Linked DNA regions of Bombyx mori: region 1 is linked to region 2. A link is a contact called in public Hi-C data. All regions are on one chromosome and are shown on one strand. The core of a region is the stretch at or near the end of the contact, and the rest is flanking DNA. Distances in the headings are between cores, read along the strand shown. Region 1 overlaps LOC101742925 (rho guanine nucleotide exchange factor 11). Region 2 overlaps LOC101742925 (rho guanine nucleotide exchange factor 11).

What was found. A called contact is a pair of places that touch in the nucleus more often than the background predicts.
Region 1: a Hi-C map of whole pupa shows a contact between it and region 2, with 2.3 times the contacts expected there. The contact joins two enhancer-like sites. A contact is called at or near these places in 4 of 7 Hi-C or Micro-C datasets (posterior silk gland and whole pupa).

The regions. Positions count from the first base shown.
Region 1 is chr24:671,841-677,907 of ASM3026992v2, forward strand. All of the region lies in intron 21 of LOC101742925 (rho guanine nucleotide exchange factor 11), which reads right to left. Among protein-coding and RNA genes, the nearest start is that of LOC134201226, 8.1 kb to the left of the region's middle. Within about 2 kb of position 1,676, at least 8 of the 8 cell types and tissues checked have open chromatin away from gene starts, as enhancers often do.
Region 2 is chr24:632,259-638,726 of ASM3026992v2, forward strand. It overlaps LOC101742925 (rho guanine nucleotide exchange factor 11), which reads right to left. Exons shown (of 41, transcript XM_062675585.1): 22 at 3,191-3,290; 23 at 1,909-2,037. Among protein-coding and RNA genes, the nearest start is that of LOC134201226, 31 kb to the right of the region's middle. Within about 2 kb of position 2,448, at least 8 of the 8 cell types and tissues checked have open chromatin away from gene starts, as enhancers often do.

The DNA of each region.
Region 1 (6,067 bases), core at 426-2,925, 39 kb after region 2:
CTTCAGTATTCATGTTTTGTAACGTCAAGGTTAATGGGAAAACTTATTTTGGGAGGGCACGGTACAGAATTACAATTACAAGTGACTTTTTTTTTAACATCAACTTTAATATATTTATTGAGAGTTCAAACAAGGCGTGAGGAAGATGGAGTTATACGCAACTCCACTTGAATAACTAAAACAAAAAAACATATGGACGAATTGTTATCAAGAATGTTGTTGTTCGGAACTTGTATAATATATTATTATATGCAAGCTTATCTTGATAATGTCGTAAGCGAGATTCAGGCGTCTGTCAAATATCTTGTGTTGTATGATGGGTACCGCCACAACAGAAAACCTTCCTCTTTAAATCCGTTTCGAATTGAGTAAATTGGGATAACTCATCCTAATATTCAAAATGTGCAAATTTAGAACCCGGGACCGAGGAGGCAGGTGCGAAGCTAAATATAAAGCCGAACACGCACCAGATGCGAGACCGTCGCAGATGCGAGCTAATGATAAAAAAACCAGACCCGATTTCGGAGATCACGAGTGTTCTTTGCAGCTTTTCAAACACCGACCATATTGAATCTTATAAATACTAATATAAAGCCAAATCGAAATATTGTATCAACATCAATGAATAGTGTTCGAACCACACTCCTCACTGGTGGTAGGACCTTTTGTGAGTTCACGCAGGTGGGTACCACCACCCTGCCTATTCTGCCGTGAAGCAGTAATGCGTTTCGGTTTGAAGGGTGGGGTAGTCGTTGTAACTAAACTTGAGACCTTAGAACTTATATCTCAAGGTGGGTGGCGCGTTTACGTTGTGAATGTCTATGGGCTCCAGTAACCAGTTAACACCAGGTGGGCTGTGAGCTCGTCCCTCCATCTAAGCAATAAAAAATAGAAAACTAAGTGGAAGACCGTAGTGTCCTCGTTCAGTCTAAGTCCAAGCACCAGCGCCTTTCGCAACGTGCGCTCACCATGGACCAACAATTTCGTTATATTTTGTTCCCCTACTTAATCGATAGTAGCCTAAAGGGCTATTCCAACTACTGCCGAACGGGTAGGCGGACATTATCATCAAAAATGTCCATTTAAATTTGAAATCCGTAAAGTAATGATACACGTGAGCACGCAAGGAAAGGACACGACCCTCCTATCTGCTTATACCATCTATTTCCAGTTCGGAAGACAGCAGACTTAACTTTTACTCGGGGATGGCCGCAGGATTTTCTAAGCGACAATGCAGAAGTTATCGTCTAATATGGCACAAGGACCACTGACTTGGAAACAGCGAGTTTTACTGGTGGTAGGAGCTCTTATGAATCCGCACGGGTAGGTACCACCACCCTGCCTATTTCTGCCCTGAAGCAGTAATGGGTTTCGGTCTGAAGGGCGAGGGTGCCTTTGTAACTATACGGAGACCTTAAAACTCATGTCTCAAGATGGGTGGCGGCATTTACGTTGTAGATGTCTATCGGCTCCAGTAACCACTTAACACCAGGTGGGCTGTGAGCTCGTCCACCCATCTAAGCAATAAATAAATAAAAAGAGATGGTATGGCTCTAGGGGCCCACGTAGACCCCTACATGCAAAGGTCAGTCCTTTCTTGCTGGCGGTGCGTTCATTAGACAACGATACGGCCGCTCCGTGTGACATCTATTTACCTGAATTATGTGGATATGTAGCGGCCGTGACGTCACACAACAGATGGCGCACCGTCGTGTAAACGTACGGGCCAACACACGACACTTAAACGAAGCGTTAATGAAAATATTTTTATTATTACTGCATTCAAATTACTTAAATGATTCTCATCCTACGAACAGGACTGCGTGACTATTTCACGACAGACGTGGGTAGGACCAAGATAGTAAAACTATAGATTTTAGTTTTATTACGAACAGGTATTTTTTAAGCATGGAAGTCGTTCATAAACACGTTTTAGTTACGTAACTCCATGGTAATTTACGGGACGGGCTTCTTGCTCGTTTGTTAGGGATGTTTCAAAACATGATAGCGAACCTACGACCACTCAACCAAGAGACGCGCTAGCCGCTAGACTATTATCGAGAAGCCGGCGCGTTGCCGTGACACTTACTCGGCCGTATGTTCCGCCCGTGACTCACCTGTTGCAGTTCACGCGACGGATTTACCCTTGTTGTTGTTGTCTCTAGCTACACGATTCGGTATTTCAAATGCACACACTAATATTAGGTATTTACTTACATCGTTTTATTTAATTCAATGTTATTTAGTTGAGTATGTAGTTTTTTGTTGCGCAGACGAGCGATCGAGCTGACGGCCCACCTAGTGTAAAGCGACTGCCAAAATCTTAAAACATCATAACGTTTTACGCCGCCACCCATATCGACACATGAGGTCGAACTGTTTTTTTTTCATGAATGTGAGCTTACTGGTGGCGCGGTCTTTCCAGTTTCACCAGAATAGGTGGGAGAGCAAGGGCTCTCAGCCAGGAGGGGTGGGATTTGCTAACAGCTACCCAAGCGCCTCAAAAGGAGACCTAACTGTTGCTAACCAAATGAATCTACTACCGGATCGTAATCGTGACCCACTGACAAAATCCGGCCAGAAACTCAGCGGACTGATGCATGGTTTAGGTTCGAACTGGTATTCATGCCAGCTTTGCAGAATGAAGTTACTTACCCGTGCAGACTTAAATACCACCTATCACTAATAAAGTCAGTTGACGATCGTAGTTCCTACACTGGTATATCACTCGGAGAGCGTTGCCGCCAATTCTCCGGTCAATCCCTGAGAGGTCTAGCCGTCTATACCGACAGTTAAATTGAATCAACGCAACATGAACCAATTAGCTTCAAACGTCCCGACTGACATATTGGCCATGAGGAAACTTTTTAAATCATTTTTCAATCAGATCAAAAGTGAGTCACGAGATTAAATTGCGAATATATTCTACTCGCGTCTTCAACTAGTCGAAATAAATGTTAGTATAGGCAACCGACATATATAGTCGTTGTGTAGACGACTTAAGTTTTGACGTCGTCGCCGTCGTGGCCTAAAGGATAAGACGTCCGGTGCATTCGTATTTAACGATGCACCGGTGTTCGAATCCCGCAGGCGGGTACCAATTTTACTAATAAAATACGTGCTTAAAAAATCTTCACGATTGTCTTCCACGGTGAAGGAATAACATCGTGTAATAAAAATTATACCCACAAAATTATTTATTTTCCGTAATTACTGGTGGTAGGACCTCTTGTGAGTCCGCACGGGTAGGTACCATCCCGCCTATTTCTGTCATGAAGCTGTAATGCGTTACGATTTCAAGGGCGGGGCAGCCGTTGTATTGTAAATACTAAGACCTTAGAATTCATACCTCTATGGGCTCCGGTAACCACTTAACACCAGGTGGGCTGTGCGCTCGTCCACCCAAAAAATTGAAGTATACAAGTATCGCTCTTTATTGACGCGAACAACTTGGTGACGTCACGTCTTGCTTATATTAATATTACAGGCTGAAGCACATACCCCATCCCACCCTTCTGACCCCTAAATATGAATGTAGGGTGAGCCAGGAAAACAGTGACAACAACGCTGTTTAGGAACTACGCGTAGCCATCAGGATGTTTAGTGCGAATTTATTACCGTTCTCGATAGCGTAAAAGTTAACTCATATTTGTATGGAACGGGATCGTTTGCCTACGTTTGCCGTTAGGGGGCACTGTTCCAACTACATACAAAATTTGGTTAACTTTTACGCTATCGAGAACGTTAAGAAACTCGCACTAAGCACACAGTACTCAATATCAGCGAATCACTGCTCTTACTAGAGCTAGTGTTAGCAACGTCCTCAGGTTAGAGCCCCGTGAGCTCACCTACTCGCCCGGTTACGTTGGCATAACCCTCTAACAGGTTACCAACCACATAGGTATAAAAAAAGTACTCAAGATCAATGCTAAAGGAAATTGGGTATTAAAATATACTACCATTTCTACTACTAAACTATCTACTATTCACTAAACTAAAGCGTCTGTGAACTGCCACGTAAAACACATAAAAACACAAAATAATGTATTTTTGTTCAACAAAGGTACACTGTTGTTTGTTTCAGTTTAGTTTCGTATAATTTTTCCGTAAAAACCATAAACCGTAAGTAATTCTTATTATAGAAAATGTCATCATCGCCAGCTCATGCGAATAATTGAATAATTGTCGATAATGTAGCGAACATTAAATTATGAAAACTTAGGTGACTCGATTTTACGTTCTTGGATTTAATTAATCCGTTTATTTTTATGGTGAAGGTTCACACTGCCATCTAGCATCGAATATCGGTACTATCTCAAAACAGTTCCTTGTGTTTGCGTTAACCGTTTGATAGATGGCGCTGTTATCAATTTAATTTTAAACTCTGTTTTGATTGGCTCATTAATTTACTAAAGTTCATGCAAAGGCGTCGTTCATTTCACGTCGTCAAAATTCGTCCATAATCTTTGACACTTCATTATTAAGATTTTACAAAAACAAAAATACTATTTCCGAATACTTTTTTATACATTACATTTAAACTCATCAGCACCTACTAAAGAATAAAAAGAGGCAATGGTTTAAGAAACAGAAGGATGAAATATTAGTAAGCTGTTTTGTCATTATCTGCTTACATGTACGTGTTAACTATACTTACCAAGGTGTATATTTTAATAACCGCCTCACGCACTCACCTGAAATGAATGAAGAAGAAACCGGTTAGTGAAAACATACTTGTGCACAGTTGTAAGGTAAGTACCTACGTTTGTAATACAGGTTTGAATACAAGTGGCGCCCAACACGGTACTAACAAACGCATTTTGTGTTGATGTTGGTGTTGACTGTTTGATCCATCAAGGCCCATGAGATCGTCCGCTCGGGAAGGGGACATGACCACCATGTTTGTCTGAGGAATACTTATTTGAATCTGAGACTAGACAAAAGCTATATGAAATTCCTTTTAAATAAATATATTTTTAAATATAAGACCTTAGCCGCGTTGTTTGAAATTGATAAAATTTAAAGTATTAAATTAAAATTGCATTAGACTTTGGAATTGGTTTGATAGAAATCGCGCCAGCCCGTAGTAACAACATTTCTAAACTGAGAACTTTACGTTAAAAAATAATAGTTTAAAAAAACTAACAAAATACTCTTTTATAGAAACTAAAAAACTAAAAAATAAAAAATCAATTTTAATAAATTTGAATTAAAAATAGTGTAAGAAAAAAAATGATTTTATTGTCAAAAAAAAGCGTGGGGTGCATGGTCTAAGTACCTAGTTATAAATATTTTATGAACAGATATGAGCAGAAGGGTTATTTTGATAATATCCTGAAAAGCACCCCACGCTTTTTTACAATAAAATCATTTTTGCTTACAATATTTTTAATTCAAATTTATTTTCTATTTTTTAGTTGGATTTTCTATAAAATTATATATATTTTGTTAGTTTTTTTAAACTATTATTTATTTTTCATTTTTAGTTGAACTTAAATTTTTAAATTTTTTTTAAATATTGAATTGTCTTACGGTCAAGTATACCAAATTTCGAGTTAATCCGACGTTTTGAAGGGGGTCAAAATCATGTTCACAGATTCCGTTACAAACATACATACATACGTCTGAAGCTAATAAAAGCTTATTAAAAAATTACGACAATTTTTTATTTTATTTACATTACTGTTATAAATTAATTATACCCTAACTATACAAATTATTCATGCGTCTAATATGTTTTTTTTTGCAACCTCAGCTGAAGCCACCCATGGCATCGATTTTCCATTAAGTAATGTAATTCTTGAATCGCCTGCTACAAAATAGATATTGGGCGGTATTCGTTTCTTAATACAAAGATTGGTTAGACGATTTTCAGATATTGTAATTTTTCCGATCCAGTGGTAGATTCTGCAGAGCACTGCTCTTGCTAGGGTTAGTGTTAGCAAATTATCTCAGGTTGAGCCCGTGAGCTCACCTACCCGACAGCGCGTAGCTGGAATATCCTTTTAAGTTACCAGCGTAGGGGAAAAAAAGACAATGTAATTGGTACCTATTATTATCTATACGC
Region 2 (6,468 bases), core at 1,198-3,697:
TGTATTATAGAAGAATACATTTCTTTTTTCAATAAAAACCATAAAATATTCAATAGAAATTGTTCTAACACAAACAAAACTCGATCTAGAATTTTGTTTCTAAATAAAATTGGTATTATAATTCCGTTCACAGAAAATTTGTATTTATTCTCAAGAGAATTAAAGGTGATAACCGTTTGAAATTCTATTTGAACTTGTAACAATTTGATGTCTGAACGCCTGAAGTTTGAATCTGGAGAGAACACGAAATAAGAAAAAGATGCACGCAAAATCGATAGCGTGCAGAAGGGTCGACTTAGAACTACGGTATAAATAGTTATTAATATTTCTCTATGGACTTTTTTGATAAAACATATAGATTACTGAGTTTATTAGGTGGTTACTAAGCCCTGTAATTACAACAGTTATAATACAGTTTGCCAATCACATTGTAATTATTTGCGAATTGCCTTTCGTTTTTTTTTTTCTTATTTTGTTGGACGAGCTCACAGCCCACCTGGTGTTAAGTGGTTACTGGAGCCCATAGACATCTACAACGTAAATGCGCCACCCACCTTGAGATATAAGTTCTAAGGTCTCAAGTATAGTTACAACATGTTACAACGGCTGCCCCACATTTCATTAGAAAATTGGTACCCGCCTGAGATTCGAACATCGGTGTATGGCAACACGAATGCACTGGACGTCTTATCCATTAGGCCACGACGAATTTAGTGCAACATGGGAAAACTAATGAATATAATACGATATTAAAACTAAAATGATGTGTGAATTTTTATCCTTCTGTAAATGTGACTAGACTGTGACATTTTACAGCTATCTCCTATACTAACTAGCTAGCTAGTGAATAGGTGTTTTCAATGGAGAGCGCTCGAGCGATGAGTTGCTATCGATTGTTCGTCCATAAATTATTCCAGTTAATCGGGACTAGCCAACTTTATTAATACAAATACATAATACGAATCAACAGAACGTTTGAATTTTTTAATTTACTGTCTGTTTTATTTTACTGATCTTGTTGAGTATATCAACGATTTTTGGGTTCCAGTTAAATTATTGATTGAATCTATACGGAATTCAGGTACCTAGCGACGTAAGTACTTAGTAACACTTCGATATTATTACTCAAGGTTCGCAAACTAGTAATGTATTTTTAACATTAAAATGTTGATGTGAAGTTCAACAATTCAATCACTATCAGGTCATAAACCAGTATTGCCTATAGCTGGATATTTTTGTGACGTCACTGAATTTGTCCAAAAAGGAACGATCTGAGCCTCCGAGTACGTTACATACATAATAACATTCAACTCAACGTATTTTATAGCGAATTAATTTCCTATTGATGTGTTTTTTACGGTATTCTGACTGCACGATCGACACTACGTGGAATTCTGTAGAACCTTTTGCAACGTTAAAAATTAAACACGAATGTTCCAATGCTCTCAAAATGTGGGTAATATTATTTTCTATTATAAACCTCATGTGTCCGCTATGATATAATTTCCTCAATAATTTCTTGAATAGCGTTAGAATTTCGTCAAGTTTTTTTTTATTTCAATTCTCACCTGGAGACTGTTTTTAGATAACATCTGTTACTATTTGATACCGTCAGCGCAAAAGTGATCTAAGCTTACCATCGTTAGTGTGGAGGTAATGAAATTTTAGTTAATTTTACACTGCGTCGTAGGCAAAAGTAATGTTCGCGCAAAAATAATGTTTACAACGCCATCTGTTATCTATGGTTGAAACTAGGGATAGGCCAGTTTTGCATCAAAATTTGTTGTTTTAAATCGATTTCAATACATAAGCATGAATATGAAAAATTATAGATTAGACAATTTTTGCGCGGACGGCCTTATTTATAAGTTCTATATTCGTGTAATATAGTTGATATTGAGCACTCACTGGTTGTTGTGTGCGGTGAGTCGGTTGGGGTCGCTGGCGTTGCGGTGCTTCCCGCGGCGGGGCGCGTCACGCTCGCGACAGCTCTCGGCGCGGTTCACGCCGCGACCGCTAGATGTCGTTGTACGCCAACTGTACGCCACAACACACATTCAAAACGTTATCAAACTTTGATAACAATATTAGCTATTGTTGAGGTATTGATAAGGTTGTGTTTTGTGTGGCTTGATATTTGAAATAAAATACGTGTGTTTTGTGTAGCACTTTCCATGACACTGGCAAATACATTTAAAATAATAGAAATATGACAGTAACTGGCCGTATGTAACGCTATGCATGCAAACAGCTATGTAATATCGAATCTGATCGTATAATGTAAAAGAGGGGTTGTTGTAATATGTTTGAATGCAACTATACACACACTAATTTTTTAGTTTACCTCTGGTTTCTTTTTTTTGCGAGTAAGTCTAAAAATATCATTATCATTAATAGACAGTATGTTCCAGTCCAGTTCCAGCACTGTGGTTTAGCAAAAGTTCAATCGTGACCACTTCCATCTAGTGTCGATTAGCAACAACACAGTTATATTTCACTTTAAGCAGATGCAGTCACTAGCCCTTTACATTTGGAATAATTGAGAACGGTTTAACTGTATCAATTAATGTATATTTAATATGTAGTTAATGTAAAACGTATCTTTAGATGCCAATGGAAAATTTCTAGCCAGGAATATGGTAAAATGGCAATATGACGAAGGAAAATTTGGCATCTACACATAACATACAGCTGTTATGTATTCAAAAGAGAGTATCTTTGAAAACCTCTGTAGTTACAGAGCGACAGGACATAGACAGAGCTAATTAATGTGATAACGAAAAATCACTCTTTGACCGTACCTACCTATTGTTGTTATTAGTATTATATAGTAATTACGGAGTTTACTAGAAGAATGTCAGTTTGCAATGAGAGACAGCGACCACAAACAATCAGTCAGGGGTGATCGTATCCACAGTGTGAAGTATATTTACCACCCATATCTCCAATACAACGGAGGCTGATCTCTGGCCGCACCACAACCTGGGCATCAACCATATTCAAGTGTCTATGGACTCCTACACGTCTGTGTGAACGTAGGTAGTTATCAGAGGTACAGTCCAGGCGTTTTCTTTTCAAACATGGGTTGAAGTAGGATATGCTACAGTGAAACAGCGTAGAAACAGGCTTTATCCCAGACTCCAAAAGAAAATGAAAGAGTTTATACAATTAATGTCAGAAGTAAACATACTTGGTTTCCTTGTCAGCATCTTTAGAGTTGACATCGTTACTATCAACGTCGACTTCGGGGGCGGACGGCTCGTCCGTCGAACCCTCCCTTCTTGACTCTCCTGGGGAAATTAAGGTCAATATTATAGAAAATGAATGAAATTAAATTCATAATGCACGGTACGATTACAACAGTTTTACGTCACGTCGTCCATGACCACGAACACTCTACTACATACACAAGCAGCATTCATAAAACGGGCAACATGTTTGTAAAATAGCAACTACGTTAATTCATTAGGTGTCGAAGAATGTCTAACAGATTTCAGAAGAACAAAATTGATAACAGCGCCATCTCTTATTAAGTTATAGAATTATTTTGGTGTTCTTGGAAAATTTACAAATATTTTGGACATGAACAAAAAAACTGATATGTAAATAATCAGAATCAACTTTACAATTGTTTGTTTAGGTGTTCTTATAATATTTCTATCCGCAATCAGTTTACTTGCCGACTTTCCACAACTTCATTAACGATTTAACAATTATAAAAATCAGCAAGACTTGTGTAAATTACTCCTGTATTATTCAATATAATACTCTAATAAACATACATACATATATAAATGTAGGCGTTTGTAACAGCGAAGAAGGTTGTTTCCCTAATATAATAAAGGTCGAACCGATTCCGTAGCAATAATGTATATTAATACACGGACAGAGCCGCACGGGGTCAATGTTAAATTGATAAAGCGCTATCAGCCGGACCGGACCGGGCGGCGGTGACCGCATGCGGAAACCACTTCGTCACACCGACTATACGCGTCATCGACACTTTTCTTTAGACTCAAACAAAAAATTGCATAGATGGGTGGACGAACTCACAACCCACCTGATGTTAAGTGGTTGCCGGAGCCCATAGGCATCTATGACATAAATGCCGCCACTTACCTTGAGATATAAGTTCTAAGGTCTCAGTATAGTTACAACGGCAGCCCCGCCTTTCAAACCGAAACTCATTACTGGTTCACGGCAGCAATAGGTGGGGCGGCGGTACCTACCCGTGCGGACTCACAAGACGTCCTACTACCAGTGTATTCGTACGCTACGCCTTCACGACACGACTATTAAATGTAAATGTCATTTTTACATTGTTGTTGGTTGCATTAAATAAAGATACGTTCTTATAGAGAAGTCCATAGATATAAGTTCGTGAATAATGCCGCTCAAGTTGAAACATGAGTTCGAAGTCTCAATAGTATTGGAATGGCATCAATCTGTCCCTTCAAACCGGAACGCGTTGACTGAGAGGTTCTAACCGCCTCCTGCCACGCGTACAGCTGTCTCGTCTCCGCGACCCAAATTCCGGATCCCACGTCTTCAGCCGGCCACGGCGAGCACAGCATCAACTAGACATTAGCCAGTGTATCTGAACGATTCGGAATGTATCGAGCCGTCGACATAAAACTCATACGAAATTAGCGATGATCTCACGAACCATGTACCCGTCATTGCTGTACACAGTGTATTTATAACGGCGGTATCGATATTATTGTTTTTAATGTTACATTTCCTTGTGAAGCCGGATCACGCCTCGCTCGTGTCCACGGCTGAAAGAACCACGCTGACGTTTGGAAACTACTTGCGCGCTGTTTTATGGCGCTATAACAGAATTCTTCCCAGGAATACCAACAACAGCCGTTATGTACAAAATTTAATGTCAATAGGACAGATGACACGGACTCGTTACTAAGATTATTTATTACTAGCTTTTGCCCGCGACTTGGTCCGCGTGAAATAGTTCACAAATAATGCTTTATTTTAGAATAAAATTTGGTTAGCATAAAAAACGTTATAGTGAGCCAACTTTAACATAGAGAAATATTATTATGCTGTCACAGACTTTTTTTTAGATCATTTAAAGGGGAACAATTCTGTCATACATTATTTTAGTGTAACTTTAACCGTTTCTGCAGCGCACGCAGCGGAAGCTCTCAAAAGGTTAAAATAACCCCGATTTTGAAACATTCTTTATCGGTGTTCCGCTTGTATTGGTCTTAGCGTGATGTTATATAGCCTATAGCCTTCCTCGATAAATGGACTATGTAACACTGAAAGAATTTTTAGTTCCAGAGATTAGCGCGTTCAAACAAACAAACACTGCAGCTTTATAATATTAGTATAGAAGTATAGATTCATTTTAATTTATTTAAACCAAAAATTAAATAGTTTTGTTCGTTAACGTTGAATATACATTATGACATGAAACACTTATATATAGACAGGGAAAACTAAAAACATTTATAATTACATGTTGACCTCGCAACGGCTTTTTTCCTGTGCATTTCTGTGCTCTAAGCACTGCTGTGTGTGTTTCAATAAACTGGAGACTGTCGCTAAAACACAGCTACCATCTCCAAAGCTATGATCAGTTATGCGCTAAATACCAGGTCGATCTTGACGACATGTACATGTTGTAAATTCAAATAAAATGAAAAATTCGGTTGTGCAAAAATTAGCAGCTAATCTAACATTGTTGCCTTCAAAACATTTTTCGTCATAATGAGTATGTACATAACGAACCTACTGCGTAATCGCTACACTGTCGCTACATCTCGGAACCCGTATATTATTAACTGCACAAAGCAGAGACATTATTCAACTAATCATTGACATTTATCAAAGAAACATTACGTGTGACTGGATAATTATTTTTCAATTGTTTTTTTATTAGCGGGTGATTCGCAGCCCACTTGACGTGAAACATGAAGACTCTACCAAATCAATATTCCCAGCCTGCGGCATCCACATGTGGCGTGTTATCTTTGGACTCCGATAACGGCTTGCCATCAGGTGTATCGTCTGCTCTTATACGCAAATAAAGAACAACAGTTCTGGGTTTACGAAGAAGTAAGTGCTCATGGCCGCTAATAACGTTAATGCCGAGTTCACAGTTCGAGTCGTTGCCTACTACTAAGGCCCTGTTTAAGGCTCCCCGCGCACTAGGCAGCCTGGCTGCGGCAACCGAAATATTTAAGCAGCCAATTATAGAAACCAATCGTCGCCCATTTATGATTCTTTCGTCGAACGATTTGGGACTTTATCTTGTAAAACAACGCAAAGCAAAGAAAAGACACTGGATTCATCCGCTTTTTCTAGAACGGCACACAAAAGGCTTATTCTATAACTATTTTAAAGATGTTCATACATACCCAGACCGGTTCTTTTAAATACAAGAGATTGAACAAGCATGCTGTGTCAAATAACTAACATTTGACAAAACGAATATGCATTGGCTGC